Regions from separate parts of the Sus scrofa genome. Here region 2 is linked to region 1. The links are chromatin contacts, called in public HiChIP or PLAC-seq maps. All regions are on one chromosome and are shown on one strand. Each heading gives the region's core, a stretch centred on a gene start, on an enhancer-like site or on the middle of the called end of the contact. The rest is flanking DNA. Distances are from core to core; before and after follow the strand shown. Region 1 has its middle 210 kb from the start of RPLP1. Region 2 overlaps LOC110261987 (a long non-coding RNA gene).

Region 1 (7,639 bases), core at 2,655-5,154:
TTTCATACTTTCTTCTCTTGTTTATTCGTTTTTCTCATTTCTTCTGATGTGTTTTTGGCGCCTTTATTTTTCATCTTCCTTAATAATGAAGGCATTTCAGGGCCGTACATTTTCCCCCGAGTTGAGATGTTTTCTGAATCCCATAGGTTTTTGAAATAAAAAGTTCCCCTTTTCATCTCTTTCTAGATGATTTTTAACCTCGGTTTTAATATTTCTTTTGATCCATGGGTTATCTAGAAGAGTGTTTATTAATTTCTAAGTACTTAAGAATAGTCTCAGCCACATTATTTTTTTTTATTTAAAAATTTTGGATTAGAGTCATAGACGGTGGCCTGTAACATCTCCAATTAATTTTTTTCCTTGTGTCCAAGTATGTAATCAAACTTTATCAATGTTCTATGGTGAAGGGAAAGATGAACTGGTCAGAAAAGAGTGGAATTCCACAATGTCCTGGTTCTGCAGACACAATGCCCAGTTCCAAATCTTCTACCCCTTTCTAGCTGTCTATCTGTCCACGGAGAAAATATAGAGTTTTTGAGCTTTACTTTCCATCTTTAAAATGGGAGCAATAGTGATAGCCACCTCTTTGCTTTGCTGTAAAGATAATTAGGAGATTGTGTATGTAAACGTGACTGGAATGGGGCCTGGCATACTAAACAGAAATGTTGCTATTTTTGTTGTTTTTGCAGAAAGGAAGGAACCTTTACTGTCTGTGCCCTGAGCTTTATTCCCAACCCAGAACTGTGGTTTATGGTTATTGTGGGGACTAGAAGAAAAGAGGAAATGGGTGGCTCAACACAGCCATCACCCTTCCCACGAGGGGAGGCATCTGTGGCCCAGAAGGATGGGGCCACTTGCCCACGGAAGCACGGCAATTTGGTGGCCAAGCTAGGCTTCAAACCCAGGCCTCAATCGGCCAATCCTTCCCCCTCTGCTGGCAGTTGATCTAGTTTCTCTCTTGAAAGAAGAGGCACTTGACCCAAGATTAGCCTCCGAGATGCTGGGAGGGCTGGAGGCTCTGGCGGGGTGACAACTTCTGAGCTTGTCATGTTATACTCTTGCCATCTGGGAAGGGTAACCCTGAGGTCAGGAAGTTCCAAGAGAAGATGTAGAAAGAGGGTTAGGATTGGGCATAGCTGGATGCTTTGGGCATCTCTGTTTCTTTGCTCAGTGGGGGGCAGGGGAAAGCTAAGCTTGACACGGGGAATGGTCCTCCAAGGCACCCCAAGAGGCATTGGTTGTCCTCTGGGCCTCAACCCTCCATACCAGTCTGCCACGCTTCCCCAGCCCTGACTCTGACCCCAGCAAAGCCCAGTCCTCCTGGGGACCCTGTTGTCATCTCTAGCAGGTATTTTCTGGAGCAGAGAGCAGGAGCAGGGCTGCATATTATTGATCAGAGTAGCTCGGCTGCATGCATAGGCTCATGGAAACTGGAGGGACTGGGGTGACAGCCCAAGCAGGACTGCAGAGGCCTGGTTAAGAAGAAGGCCAAAGGGTGTATGGTGCTGGCTGTGCCTGCCAGCTGACATTGGAGAGGGGCTGGCACTGTGCCTTGGGGTGCACAGAATTCACAAGGCAAGGGACCTTCTTTCTGGTGGAAGGCTGGGGATGGGAGGGAATCTCGGGGCAGAATTACAAGGAGAAGAGTGGCTGAGCTATCTGATTGGGGCCACTGATCTCAGGAGCAAATGACCATTTCTTGGCCAAGGACTCCCTGTATCTGGAAGCATCATGTGACCATGCTGTGCATGGACCATGACAGGACAAGGATGCCTATAACAGATACAGCAGCACAAGATTAAAGCACCCGGGTGGACAGGTCTTGGCATCTGTGGGGAAGGTTGCCAGCAGATAAAGGTTGGGGTTACAGGCTGATTTTAGAGGATCCTCCTTTGCACATTTTAAAAACATGGCCTCTTCTTGATTCTTACGAAAATTAAGCAAGTCAGTGTGTGCAAAAGTACTTTGTAAATAGTAGCACAAGAACAGAAGCGAGTTGTGGCATAAAGAATTTGATGAGAAAATGCCCGCTGATTTTCTACTCCGGCCCCAGCCCCTCTGTTCAAAGCTGTAGGGGAATCAAGTGGGGTTAAGTCTTGGGCTTTCTCAAAGTGAAAGGCTTTACAAACAGCATCCTTCCCTCCCTCTTCCTTCCAACATGCTTTTGTGATGCGCCTAGTATCAGCCACGTGCCGGCAAGGAGTTGAATGACATAGCGATCACCGTCTACTAGGGAGAGACAGGAGCAAAGGAGAGGGTATGAAGCCTAGCCTGGTGGCCAGGGACTGTCACCAAGAGGCAGCTGGCTTCCGTGGGCACGAGGCCGGCGACAGTGCAACAAGCACAGGGAGGCTTCTAGAAAGCTCCAGATCGAGAGGGATGTGGAGGCGGATCTTGAGGAAGGAGCCCGATGAGGAACAGAATCCTCTTGGGGGAACCAGGCAGAAGGAAGAGTGTGCCCAGAGGCGTGGAACCTGTGACTCGCAGCTGCGAACCATGGAGCCCCAAGCCAAGTGTTGGTCCCAGGGTGCGGATCGGCAGTTTGGGAGCTCAGAAGCATTGATGGCCCCAAAGGGAACACACGTGTTGAAATGAACTCCTCAGGGTGACACTGGGGGCCAAGGCTGAGTTGCCCTGTTAAGTAGGGGGTGTAGTGGGAAAAGCACAGGTAGGTCTTAAAGCAGATGGTCCTGGCTTCTAATTCATACCGTGGTACTTGCTACTCCATGACCTTGGTCACCACAAACCCCTCTGAGCCGCAGCTTTATCATGTCTAAACTAGGGACAGGTGACCTGAGCATTACCTTGGAAATCCATGTCCTTGGTTTGCATGGGCGGAGGGATAGAGACCAATTTACCTTGAACACGGCCCTGGGGAGATCCGGAGCATAAGTTATCATCTCAGCCTTTGCAGAGCCCATGGTGTCTCTTCTTGAAAGACAAGAAAGCAGCCAGTTACAGCATGGTCTGAGTTTCAGTGGGCTAAGCAGGGCCAGGAGATAAGGGAACCCAAGGGAAGACATCTTAGCCTGGCCTGGGAAGTCAGTGTTCCTGGAAGCAATGAGTGTGGAACTGGGGGCATTCCTGAAAGTCCAGGCAAAGTTAGCAAGGCAAGGAAGGAAGGAAGCAAAGGGAATTCCAGGCAGAGGGATCAGAATGGGCAGAGGACTGGAGGTAGAGGCCAACTAAGACACAACATGAGAAATGGGGGGCGATGAGCCTGTGGAAGGTAGGCAATGGACTTGAACGCTGTGTCACGGAGCTTGGACTTTATCCTGTATGCAGCAGAGAGTATTTAAGAACGAGAAACACAAGGGAAAGAATGGATCAGGCTCTGCCACGGGTGAGGTCACTGTGAGTGGGCCAAGGGGAGGCAGGTGGCAGAAGCCCTAGATGCCAATGTGGCTGAGGTGGAGCCCCTTGTATGGCAAGTCCAGAGCACCACTGAGGTTCCAGGGACAGAGTGAACAGTCTCCCTCTCCCCCCTCCTTCCCCCCATGCCCCCGCCCCAGCCCTCCCTTGCTCCACAGAGGACAGGGCATGGGGGCCCTGAAGGCTCCCCTGCAGGGTGGGGTCTCCAGAGCAGCCCTCTGTGGGGACGATGGCTTCCTCCAGCCCTGGTGGGCTAGCCAGGGCCCCTTGGCTGCAAAGGACAGCTGTTTGTTCAAGCAAATGATGACCCTGTGGGAAGGACATGGCTGAATTTCACAAAAACCCAAGGGTGAAAATTTCAGCCCCACCTCTGAGGAACTAGAATCAGGAACTACAAAGTCATGCCTGTCCTCCACCCCCGACCCCCAGCTTTTCTTCCTCTTTTTTTCTCTCCATTTCTGGCAGGCTCCCTTGGTTAGGGGAGCTCACAGCTGCCCCGCCTCCTGCTTCCCACAGCCCAGTGTCCCACAGAAGCCAAGCAGAGACTCTCAGCCTAATCTCCCAGCAGAGCATCTGCTTGGCTGAGCCCAGGCAGCAGACTGGGGCCTTGGGCAGGACCCCCACGTGCCTATCAGCCCGGTAGCTGCAAAAGGGGGTGTCCTGGACAGCACGGCTCCCGTGTGGGTGTGTTGGGAAATGCGCTTAAGGGAGGTGTGCTGGCACTAGACAAACCCCCAAAGGTTGTCTGTTCCCATAGACCTTTCCCTGGGGGAATTGGGTCAAAGGGCATTTGGGGCAGGCCCCCCTCAAGATGCACAGTAGCCAGAATCCACAGGGATCTCCATTTACCTCTTCAGAAAGGGAGTCAGAGACAGTGAAGGTAACACCCGGAAAGACTTTGCATTTGTTACAGAAATCTGTAAACTTAGTCTGGGGGGAACTGGTCTTTGGGGTGGAGGGCTGGGTCTCTCGGCTGCAGGCCTAAAGTGCAGGTCCAGAGCCCAGGGATGCAGGGGTGATGGCAGCTCCTGGACGAAGCTTAGCAGCCTGGGCTGGGGACTAAGCAGGGAGAAGCCCATGTTCAGGCCCCCAGCAGCCTGGAGCTGAGAGGGGGCCCAGGGCTTCTGAAGGGGCCCGTGGCATGGTTTTGTTTCAGATTCCCCTTGGCTTCACACTGCACCAGCTTGAGGGACCAGAATTCATTTGGTTGTTTTTCCAAACCTGTAATGCTTTCCCCTTTTCCTTCTCACATGTTGCCAGAAGCTGGGCTTCCTGGGGATCCTCGTAAACCCAGGAGGCTCTGAAATCATCTTCATGTAGCACAGTTTCCCTGAATAGCAAGGGAGGCTGGCTGTAGCTGATGGAGCAGGAAACTGCATGAGCTGCTGGGGCCTGAACGTGGGCTCCCATCCCTGTGCTGGCTGCCCGCCTCCCAGGAGCGAGGCTGTCACAAATCCTCCTGGTTCAACTCTGGCCACCAGGCAATTTAATTAAGCTTGCCAAGTGTCAATTTTCTCATCTGTGAAATGGGACTAAAGCTAGCCCAAAGAGAGGTTGTGGCCCTCAGGATCTGATGGGGCTCCCAGAGAAAGCTTTCGCCATGATGTCCGGCTAGACTCAGTGCTGTTCATAGTTTCAGTTATTACTGTCCCTGCTTTGGGATATACAGCAGGACCTCAGCCCAGGTCCCTTGTAGTTTATGTGTTGGTTTTCAGTAGACAAGTATAATGCATTTGATGTGCTGGTCAGCCCTACCTCCCCAGGGTTTTCTGAACTCCCACAAAGTGTTGCCACCTCTGGGAATTCACTTAGGCTCTTTCCTCCTCTATAAACACTCCTTGGGAGGGCAGCCTGGCCAAGACCTCAAGATCGCCTGGGTGCAGCTCAGATCTGCCCTTCTTCATCACAGTGTGCTGTGGACCTGGGAGGGAATTTACCTCTCCCTCCCCTACTCCTCAGGCTTGGAATCTCAGTGACCTCTGTTAGAGAGGGGCAGCATCCTGCAGTGTGTGACAATGCCTCTTGGAGGTGCCAGTTCCATTCACAACTCTACCTGGGTGACTTGGGCTTGTCTGTGCCTCAGTTTCCCTAGGTATCAGATGGAGGGAAGACAAATAGTACTTTCCTCATAGGGCTGCGGTGAGAAGTTCATACATATGACACTGCAGACACTACCACTTGGCGCCTATTGGCTATTTCTATAGCATCATCTTCAAAAATGAATTGTAATGGCCGTATCGTCTTCTACTGTGTGAGTAGATCATAATTTATCTAGCCAACCCCTGTTGTGGGGCATTTAGGCTGTTTCCAATCTTTCACTCTTATAAATAATTCTGCAGTGAACATCTTGCATATAAATCTTTCTGTTTGTCTAGTGACTGCTTCCTTAGAACTCCTCCAATCTTGCTTGTCTTAGAACAAAGTCGTGTCCCCCCAGACTTTTCAGGGATGCCCTTTGAAATAAAAGTAAAGCCTATTCGCCTTCAGAGAAAGAAACACATGGAATGTATTAACCAAGAACTGGTTCAGGAGGAAGGTAGAAATCGGTTCAAGATGGGTTTGGATCCATTTCAGGATGTCTGACACAGAGTCCATTATAAAGCTCCCCTCGAGCCCCCTTCCCAGAGGAGAGGCAGAGTCTTGATCCTCAGGGACCACCGCTTGCTTTCTTTGAGGCAATTCCTAGGGGCTTTGATGTTCTTGGAATTGGAGAAGCAACATGACAGATCAATAAATGAAGCCAGAGTTTGTGAAAAATGCAGGACTCCTCCAGCCAGTAGGGGGCAATATCGCCCATCTCGGCCAGTCTGTTGGGGCTCGGTGGATTTCTTGCTAACAAGGACTCCCTTTGTTGTCTTAAAATTTTGGCTTACATTTTCTATATTTCCCCCTGCCTGTTCTCCCTTTCCTCCTACCTTTGTTCTTTTCAGATTCCCTTTAGGTTCCCATCTATTCGTCCATTCTTTCAGAAGTCTCTTGCATACTGCCCCATGGCCAGACATCAAGATTGTTAGACTCCTAAGATACACTTGGCTTTGGAAGCTCCACCCCACCCATATCAAACACACTGAAATTCACTCATACTCCATCTTAAGTATGTATTTTTTCTGTTAAAAAACTATTTTTATAATCTGGGTTTTGAAATTATTTGGCCCTAAGTAATTCATTCAATTTACAGTTGGCTTTGATTTCTCAGCAATTATCGGGATACTCAGGAATTCTTGCAAAGTGAGAAAATCTAACCTACACATAGTTTTCATGTATCATGAAATTTTTATGAATACTCAATGAAACCATTAACGAGGTTGATGTAATATTTTGTTTGGTAGATATTTCATTAAAATTTTATTAATTTCTATTGCAAATTTTCCCTTCGAGTCCTGGAGCCGATCATTTGGTTTTTGGGTATCAAACTTTTTGAGATTTCTGAAAAGTTCTCAGGCCCTATCGTGCCTAGAAGGTAGCAGAGCCCTATCAGGCCGGGAGATGGAGAGAGAGAGAGAGACTCAGAGCAGTATTTACAGAGTTCCCAGGCCCTTGAGTGACAGATGAGCAAACCCTCATGAAAGAGTCAGTATTGATGTAACAAAGTGTGTCAGGGCCCCGGGAAAGTGTCACCGCCCCTATGTCTACTTGGAGCCGGAAGGGGTCAGTGACAATTTTAGGGAGCAGACATTGCCTAAGCCAGAATGTGAATGGAGAATAGGAGTTTTCTAGGCAAATATGAGGGGAAAGGCAGAAGACACAGCATGTGCAAAGGGACTGGCCTGGGACAGGACCCACCAGGAAACAAAACTGGCTGACCACCCAGCTTTGCCCACACCGATCTGTAGGCCCTTGTCTAGACCAGCAGTATTGGTATCACCGGGCGCCTGTCAGAAATGCAGACTTTCAGGCTCTCCAATCTCCTGAGTCAGAACCTCCATTTTGACAGGGTCCCTGGTGATCGCTGGGCACACAAGATCTGAGAGGCAGGCTCTGGGTCCAGCTGGATCAGAGACAGGCCTCCTATGAGGACCTGGGAGGCAGCTGGTCTGGGGAACTGCAGCCCATGGAAGAGCTGCCGTGGTTCCTCAAGTTGTTTTCAAGTTTGGCCTGAAAAGGTTGTCTCTGGGGACCCAGAGTTTCCTTGCTTAGAGGGTTGGGACTTTTCCACTTGGAGGCTGTTCCACCCACTGGGCGCACACAGTCCTTCCACTGGCCTTCACTCCAGACAGCCCATCTTGCCGGCTGGCTCCCAATCTGGCGCACCACCGATTACCTAATA
Region 2 (7,639 bases), core at 3,410-5,909, 91 kb after region 1:
AACTTGTCAGATCACACACAGTCACACAGGCAGGCATGCACACTGCATGCTTCTTGGGGTCCCATGGGGGCATCTGGCTTGTGCTCACAAACCAGAGTCTGCGGTGTTCCAGTGCTGCCCTGGGGTGACTGTGCTCACACCACCTCTGACACTTCCTGGTGCTGAACGAATGCTACAACCAGCCAGCAGTGAGCTGCCAGGCAGGTTCCCATCCAGAGGCGAAGACAAGCCCGTTCTACATTCTACATAATTGCACCTGGTGTCCAGTTACAGTCCTCTCTCCTTAGGGCTTAGTCTGCAGAAGGGTTTATGACGGAATGTGTATGATGCTAAGCCCCCCAGGTCCCGCCCCTCTGGGGCTCGTCTCACACACACACACACACACACAGGGGTGCCTCCCTCCAGCCTTCATATATGCCAGCACATGCTGGGGCACCCCTGGGCAAATTTCCTCACAAGATGACCAAGCAGGCTTAGAATTATCTGGATCCTCACACAGACATGACTCAGGCTCTGGCTTCCCTTTAGTGTACAGGGTCGTTATTTTTTATAGATTACCATAAATGTGCATTCCATTTTGAGTGCTTCCCCCCACTCTACATGGTAATAGGCATGCCTGGGTTCTCAAGGTCCTTGTAAGCATAGTTCCTAACAGCTCCCTGCCAGTCCCATAAATGGGCTTCCTACTTTACCCAAGCACTCCCCCATTGTTGGGTGCGCAGCTAGTTTCCAGGTTATTGCTGTTATAACTGATGTGCATGGAAAGCCACCCTATATTGGTTGCTTAGCATGTGTTTTCTGAAGGACCAGGTCAGGAAGTTTGAAAAGCTTTAGTCCCTGGAGTTCAACTGCCATCCACTGGAATTGCTATAGCGTCTGCCTGGCTGGATTACCTCTCGTTGAGAAGGCCAGGAATGACTCTTGAAGCTCAGGATTTTATAGAGAACTAAAGCTATGGGCCAAGGACTGATTACAGGCCATAGAACCACCCAAGTAGAGTGTTTAACTAAGCATTTAAGCATAAATATGGATCAAAATTAAACTATCGCTACCATGGCTCAAAACTATATTAAGCTATTGCTACCATGGGGATCTTGTATTAATAGCAATCTCTCCTCCTGGGTTGTGTGAGCAGGGAGTATACCCCTTAGCTGGGGCAGGTAAGGCTCAGGCACGGCCCTGGATTGCCCTTTATTGTCTGGAGACGGGGTCCATCCCCTACGTCTCCAAGTTCACCCTGGCCCCAGGTCAGACTGTCTGCACTGTACCAGGCATTGGATACCTGCGCCAGGGCTGGCCTGACAATGGCAGAGGCGTTCATATGCTAAAATGGTGCAAAGTCCCTATATCAAGGGCAGGGTCTTGAACCGCTGCATCTCTGAGGCTTTGCCTATTTTTGCTCCTATTGAAACCTGCTGCCAAAGCTGGAGGAGTGACTCTCCTCCAGTGAGACATTTGTTGCCTCTGGGTGCTGGTATAAAATGGGCCCTTCTCTGCATTCTGGTAGTCGGTGGGGCTCATGGACCTTCTCAGCTTTTCACAGGAAGAGAAAATCTACTCCGTATACTCGATTCCTTCATTCACGCGTAGGCCATTTCCTAGGCTGCCTAAGTAAGTCCACTGCGCTTGCCGCACCTCACACAGAGGCCGTGGTTGACATCTCTTCTTGTGTCCTTGTGTACATGTGAGGGGTGTTTAACTCTTTCACGTCACACCTTCACCATTTATTAAAACTAAGGTGATAACTTCCAGAGTTAACAAGAGCGTTCTTCCCAGGGGCCTACTTGCCTTTTTGAACGGGACAGTTCTTAGGATCATCTTTTAAGAATGAGAAGCAGAGCATCATGGGAAAATGACAGGCAGGGATAAGGGTTTATAGGGGCACATCTCTTCAGGGGCCATCCTTGAAGGCATTGGAAAAAGTAATTTCTTATTTGGTTGGTTATATCAGAGACCACAGCTACTTGTCAAAGACTCAGGGACAGGTGGGGATTTTGTTAGTGACCAAGTCAGACTGGGGTCAGCCTGCCCCTGAGCTCAAGTCCTGGCTCCCTCCGAGCACGGCTGTGTGACTTTGGTAGAAACACCTTCTGGGCTTCAACTTGTCTCATAAGCAGATCTGAGTCAATAGTATTAATACTGAAGAGATTAAATGAGATTCATGTCAAGTGCTTAAGGCAGTGCCTGGCACACAGTGGGGCCTAATCATTGCTGCTATTATAAGCTCATTTTCGAAATTGCCTCCCTCCTGGTGCTCCAGCAGTACTGCACACCATATACAGTCTCGCAACTAACAGATGACGTTCATTCCATTAACCCTTTGAATTCTAACAACAGAGGAAAATTAATTTCCTGCTCATATATCATCCTCATCGCTAAAACGTGAGCAATCCTAACGTCCCCTCCTTACAGGGCTGTGCGAGAATCCCACCAGAAGGCCTGTGTGTTAGAAAATCTTGTAACTGCCACAAGAGCACACAAAGGGAAGCTGTGTGACCATTTGTGCCTTACTTTTGCAAAGCTACATCTGTCCTCCAACTGCTAAGTTCCAGACACACGCTGTGGCCCTTTTGTCCGTAGCCCGGCATGTGAAGGCTACAGGGCAGACGAACACCAGGGTGCACTGTGGCCAAGATCTCAGTTTATTCCTCTGCAATTTTAGGCAAGTTACTAAGTCTGAGACTCAAGCTGCCTCTGCTTTGAAATCACATGGTTCGATCTCAGAGTTGTTAAATCCCAGTGGTATAATTTAGGTAAAATGACCATTTTTCAACTACTAACATCTGTCTCTGTGCTAGACAAGACTGTAGGGCAATAGGAATAGGTGCTGAGCAGAGATGAGCCCTGCCCTCTTGGACTGAAGGCAACAGATATGCACCATGTGTAACTGGGGTACCAGTAACACAAAATTTGACTCCAAACAGCTTTGACAAGCCAGGCAATTTAACATCTTACCATCTCCCAAGATAGGCCTATCCCAGCATTGGCTAATTCATAGCTCCTGTGTATTCAAGACATTCTTTCCACCTTTCAGTTCTACAATCCTTAGCATACTGATGTTTGGCTCCAGCCCCATGCCCTCATGGTTACAAAATGGCTGCTGAGGCTCTGGGTTTAGCATCCTCACATGGCATTGGAAGAGGCCAGGAAGGCAAAGTCCCCCTCCTTGGTGTCCATTTTTGTTTTCTGGACTGAAGAAACCATCTTCAGGCATGCCAGTCAGTACCATTTAGTACTTTCAATGTTGCCCAGTATCAAGTTCCAAAACATGTACACCCTAGAAGAGAACCCTTATGTCTTTTGAGGAAACCTTTCCTAGAATCTCAAAAGATGTGCCCCTCAAGTCTCATCAACCCAAATTGAGTTACATGATTGTTCTTAAAGCAGTCACTGGCAAGGAGAGTGGCATTACACTGGGCCAATCAGAAGTCCCTACAGTTCAGCAGCCCCGGCAGCACAGGACCGTGACCAGGACCATATGATTCCCTGAACAAATAAGTTCATCCGCACAGGGTGGAGAGTACACAGATGCCCAGGGGGGTGCAGCCTTTCCCTTATTAGTGACTGTTGGACGAGTGGGCAGAACACACCCCAACCTTTCCCATTTGCCAAAATGAAAAAACAGTAGGTGCAGCCCATATAGCCCCCCTCCAAGGGAATGCCCAATTAGTTCTCAGCGCCTGGAGTAGGCAACTTTGCAATCAGAACAGCAGTTTCAGAGACAGCAGAGGAACTGGCATCTGGAGCCTGGATGCCTTCCCAGCCTCTCACAAATTCTCCAATTACACCGCTTTTCGGATCTTTTTCACTACCCCAAACCGACTGCTCTCCTAGTCTTTGAAAATGCTACTCAGAAACAGACCATATTATGTGTTGGAGACACCTGTTTGCAATCACATGGCCTTTTATGGATCTATTTGGAAGCCTGTTTTCGGGAGCTACCTAGAAAGCCAGAATGGTACAGCTAACACCTGCATGAAATGTACTCCATGCTGGAGGGTCTGCTTCCCTTTCTTCCTGGTGTCAGAGACTTGTGAGGATGGCAGCACCCTTACCTGTCTGGGGGTGCCTCAGGCACAGGGAACACCCCACATCTTGCACACACCCCCGCTCCCCACCACAGGATGAAGGGCTAACTGGCACCTTCCCTCCTTCCTGGGGTGAGGGCTCAGGGGACAAGGTGGGCCAGAGGTTCCTGTCACAGGCAGGCAGAGGTGATGCCTTGGCAAGCGGGGGTGGTGGTGACTCATCTCCTGTCTCAGAGAGCCAGCCATTCATTCATGGCGCAAACAAGGATGGAGGTCAGAGGTGGCCCAACGCTGGGCTAGGTGCCAGACACTATGCTGCTGCGTGGACCCAGCCTCCTTGGAGCATAAAGTCTATAGAATCAAATAACCTTCCAAATACAATCGCACACCATGGAGATGCCTCATGTTTGCAACACCTGACTGGCCCATTTATGCGGGGGGTGGGGGGTGTGCAGGGAAAAAACCCACCAGCAATTGTAACAGTCTTACTGTTGGACAATGTCACACCAACAGAGCCCAGATGGGGGGGCAGTGGCCATTCACCTTAACTTTGGCCTTTTTACACCCCTTTGAGGCTGCCTCGAAGCAAGTCCAAATGCTCCTCCACTAATTTTGCACATTCATCTCTTGCTAGTCTCTGGCTTGCAGTTTTTTTCACAGCTGGATGGTTGTGTAATAACGTACTTATAATAAAAGGGAAATTGTAGATCTGAGTCAGAGGTCATACTTTCTTAAAGGGCCAGATAGTAACTTTTCCACGCTGCAGGCCCAGGCTGCAGGGTCTCTTTTGCAGCTACTCAGCTCCGCAGTTGTTATCAGGAAAGCAGCCCATCTGTGAATGAACAGGCCTGTTTCCAATAAAGTTTTATTTAGGGACTGAATTTCATGGTTTTCACATGTCACAAAATACCATTCTTTAGTTTTTCCAGCCATTTTAAAACCTAAAAATGCACTCTTAGCTTGAAGGCCACACAAAAACAGATTTTTTGGCCTGTGAGCTACAGCTTGCCCTTCCCCTAGGTAGGTGGTGGGATGTAGGTATTTTATCAACGTCGAGCAATATTAAGATTTCTACAGAAAATGATGAGACATCAGTGGCTTGTTTTTTTTGTTTTGTCTTGGTGTTTTTCTTAATCTGTTTGGCTAGCCACACTGAGGTACCCTCTTGGTTAACTACTCTGTCCACTTTCTCTTTTGCACCTCCTTAAGGAATCTCACCCTGCCCTGACATTACAGGTGTCCTGTATGACATATCACAGAAGTACAGGATACAGAGAGATCTAGGATTTCTGTAAACCAAAAGGATACACCTGTGTGATGAGAGCTTCGATGTGGCTAACTCACCAGGTGCCCGTGGTTACTGACTGTCCCTTCCCAGTGACTGGAGGTACTCTCAGCTTCCTGCCCAGCTCTCCTCATTTGAAGGTCTGTTTCTGGCCATTTCCAAGTCTTCCTGTTTCCCCTCCCCCACCTTTCTCAACATCCTCCCACGGGCCCCTGAGTGGTGACAACAGCCTTCCTGGCTCTAGACAGTGGTCCCACGTTCCACCGAGATTCATTTTAGGGAAGGCCCCGGCTACCCACACAGCTTCGCCACCCCATCGCGTGGATGCTTTATTTAGCTGATGAAGCGTCCGTCTTCACTTTATTCAGGGGCAAGGAAAGAGAAAGAAAAGGGACTTGAGGTGGGAAGAATCACTTCCCAGAAAGCAGCAGGGAGGCCCCCACACCTTCCGCTAGCCTCATGAAACCTTGGAGAAGGCTGGGTTTCCCCACCTGTGCCCACCCCTCCTCCAGGGCATTCTTCGTGCCCTGGACTCTGCTGCAACAGCTGACCCTATTTTTTAGTGCAGTCAGTGAATTTTAGCCTTTAATGCTCTTCTTTCTCAGAGGCAGGAGAGAAGTGGTGCAGCTGGATGGGACATGGGAAAGGAAATGGCTTTGGCAGGCCCGGTCCAAATCCTAGGAGGCAGCCCTGGCTGAAATCGGGGAAAGGGAACCCTGCTCCTGGGGGTTTGTTCTCAGTGTTAGACAATCTTTTTTAAAGGGTAGAACAGGAGGAATTGAGGCACGATTAAGGCAGACCTGGATTCAGCTCCCTGCTCTGCCCTGAAGCTGTGAGACTAACCATTTAAGACTTTAACAGGGGTAAGTCATTTGACAATTTTAAGCTTCAATTTCTTCATCTGTGGAAATGGAGACCAGAAGATTGAACTTAGAGGGGCTTCTGTGAGGGTTTGAGAAGGCATGGCTAAGGACACTGCATATTGTGATGTTAATTTGGGCCTGTCCTCACATGGTTTTTCCAGTCTGACCCAGGTACTCCTTTAGGGACAATAAAAAGGGGTTGCCTTTAGGGATTCTCAAAAGGATTGTCCCGCATAGGGATGGGGTTACAGTGGGTGGGCTGCCAGGTCCCAGAAGTTAGACCCAAAAGGTACAGCCCTGAGCAGCACAAGGAGGCTGGACCCTGGGCAAAGGGCCTCCTGCCCAGCAAAGACCCATGCCCTTCACATAGCTTAGATGCAGAAAGCGCGTGGGAGCCCGAGACTGTAGGTGCTCGCCCTACACAGAATGTGGGGGTGCTCACCATGGGACCTGCCTCAGGCCTGGGCAGAAAACTGAGGTTACCCCAGGGCAAGGGGAGGGCAGGTAAAAGAACTGCTGCAGAATTTCCCACCACCCTGGAATGGCAGACATAAGAGCCAGGTTGAAGGAGACAGAGAGGAGCTCAGTGCTTCTCGCTCATCTGCACAGTGGTCTCAGACTCTGCATTAGCCCAGGTGAGAAGTCGGTGCCAAGAGTGGCACAAAGTCAACTTTAAATGAGAGCTACCCTCAGTTTTCCCCTCTAGAAGTTGGGGAGCATCACAGGGTTGTGGAGAGGATTAGGGACACTATTCCAGCACTTAGAATAGCCTGACACAGAAATAAGTACCGCAGAAGCATTTGCCACCCTGTTTCACCCTAGTTAAACCTAACTTAGGTGGCTTCCTCCTGCACAGGGGAGCCCAAGGGCGTGGGGCTGCCTTGTGCCGAGGGACCTGAAGCACCCTTAAGGTCCACAGGCCTCTTTGGGTGGCTGCCCATGTGTTTGAGAAGCAGAAAGAATTAAGAGCAACTAAGGCTAACTTTAAACAGGCTGGATTTGTCTTCCAAGGTGACCTACAGTTGATTCTTTCGAGTAGAAGGGCAGAGAAAGTTCAGAGCATTTCTCTTTACTAAAGAAAGCTCGTTTTCCCTACAAGCAACTATCCCAGTGGCCGAGATTTAGGCAGGAAAAGGGGGTTTTTTGGAGGCAAAAAAGCCAGGAGACGAGAGGAAGGAGTTCAGAGTGTTACTTAAAGTTCATTTTCCCTACAAGCAGCCAGCCCAATAACCGAGATTTGAGAAGAAAGGGTTTTCTTTCCTTTTGAGGCAAAAAAAAAAAAAAAAAAAAGAGCCTGAAGAGTAAGTCCCAGCTCTGCCTTCCAGAGGGTGAGGGGTATTTATGGTCTTTGGTGTGGGAGGCGTGGAGAACGTGGGGAAAGGTGATTGAAAGTAAGAAAAAGATGAGGTGATTGTAGCTCCGTGCAGGTGTAACTAAGCCCCAAGCTTCTTCACAGAATGCGT

Evidence for each region. HiChIP or PLAC-seq counts read pairs in DNA pulled down with a chosen protein or histone mark.
Region 2: an H3K27ac HiChIP or PLAC-seq map of alveolar macrophages shows a contact between it and region 1. The contact joins two enhancer-like sites. A contact is called at or near these places in 4 of 47 Hi-C or Micro-C datasets (blood, epiblast stem cells, fetal heart ventricle and 1 more) and 1 of 2 datasets of contacts at active chromatin or transcription factors (alveolar macrophages).

The regions. Positions count from the first base shown.
Region 1 is chr1:167,503,092-167,510,730 of Sscrofa11.1, forward strand. No RefSeq gene overlaps it. Among named protein-coding and RNA genes, the nearest start is that of RPLP1, 210 kb to the left of the region's middle. Within about 2 kb of position 3,905, at least 8 of the 83 cell types and tissues checked have an H3K27ac peak or open chromatin away from gene starts, as enhancers often do. A contact at or near this core is called in alveolar macrophages, where this site is marked.
Region 2 is chr1:167,593,157-167,600,795 of Sscrofa11.1, forward strand. It overlaps LOC110261987 (a long non-coding RNA gene), which reads left to right. Exons shown (of 2, transcript XR_002346464.1): 1 at 1-6,176. Among named protein-coding and RNA genes, the nearest start is that of TLE3, 260 kb to the right of the region's middle. Within about 2 kb of position 4,660, at least 15 of the 83 cell types and tissues checked have an H3K27ac peak or open chromatin away from gene starts, as enhancers often do. A contact at or near this core is called in alveolar macrophages, where this site is marked.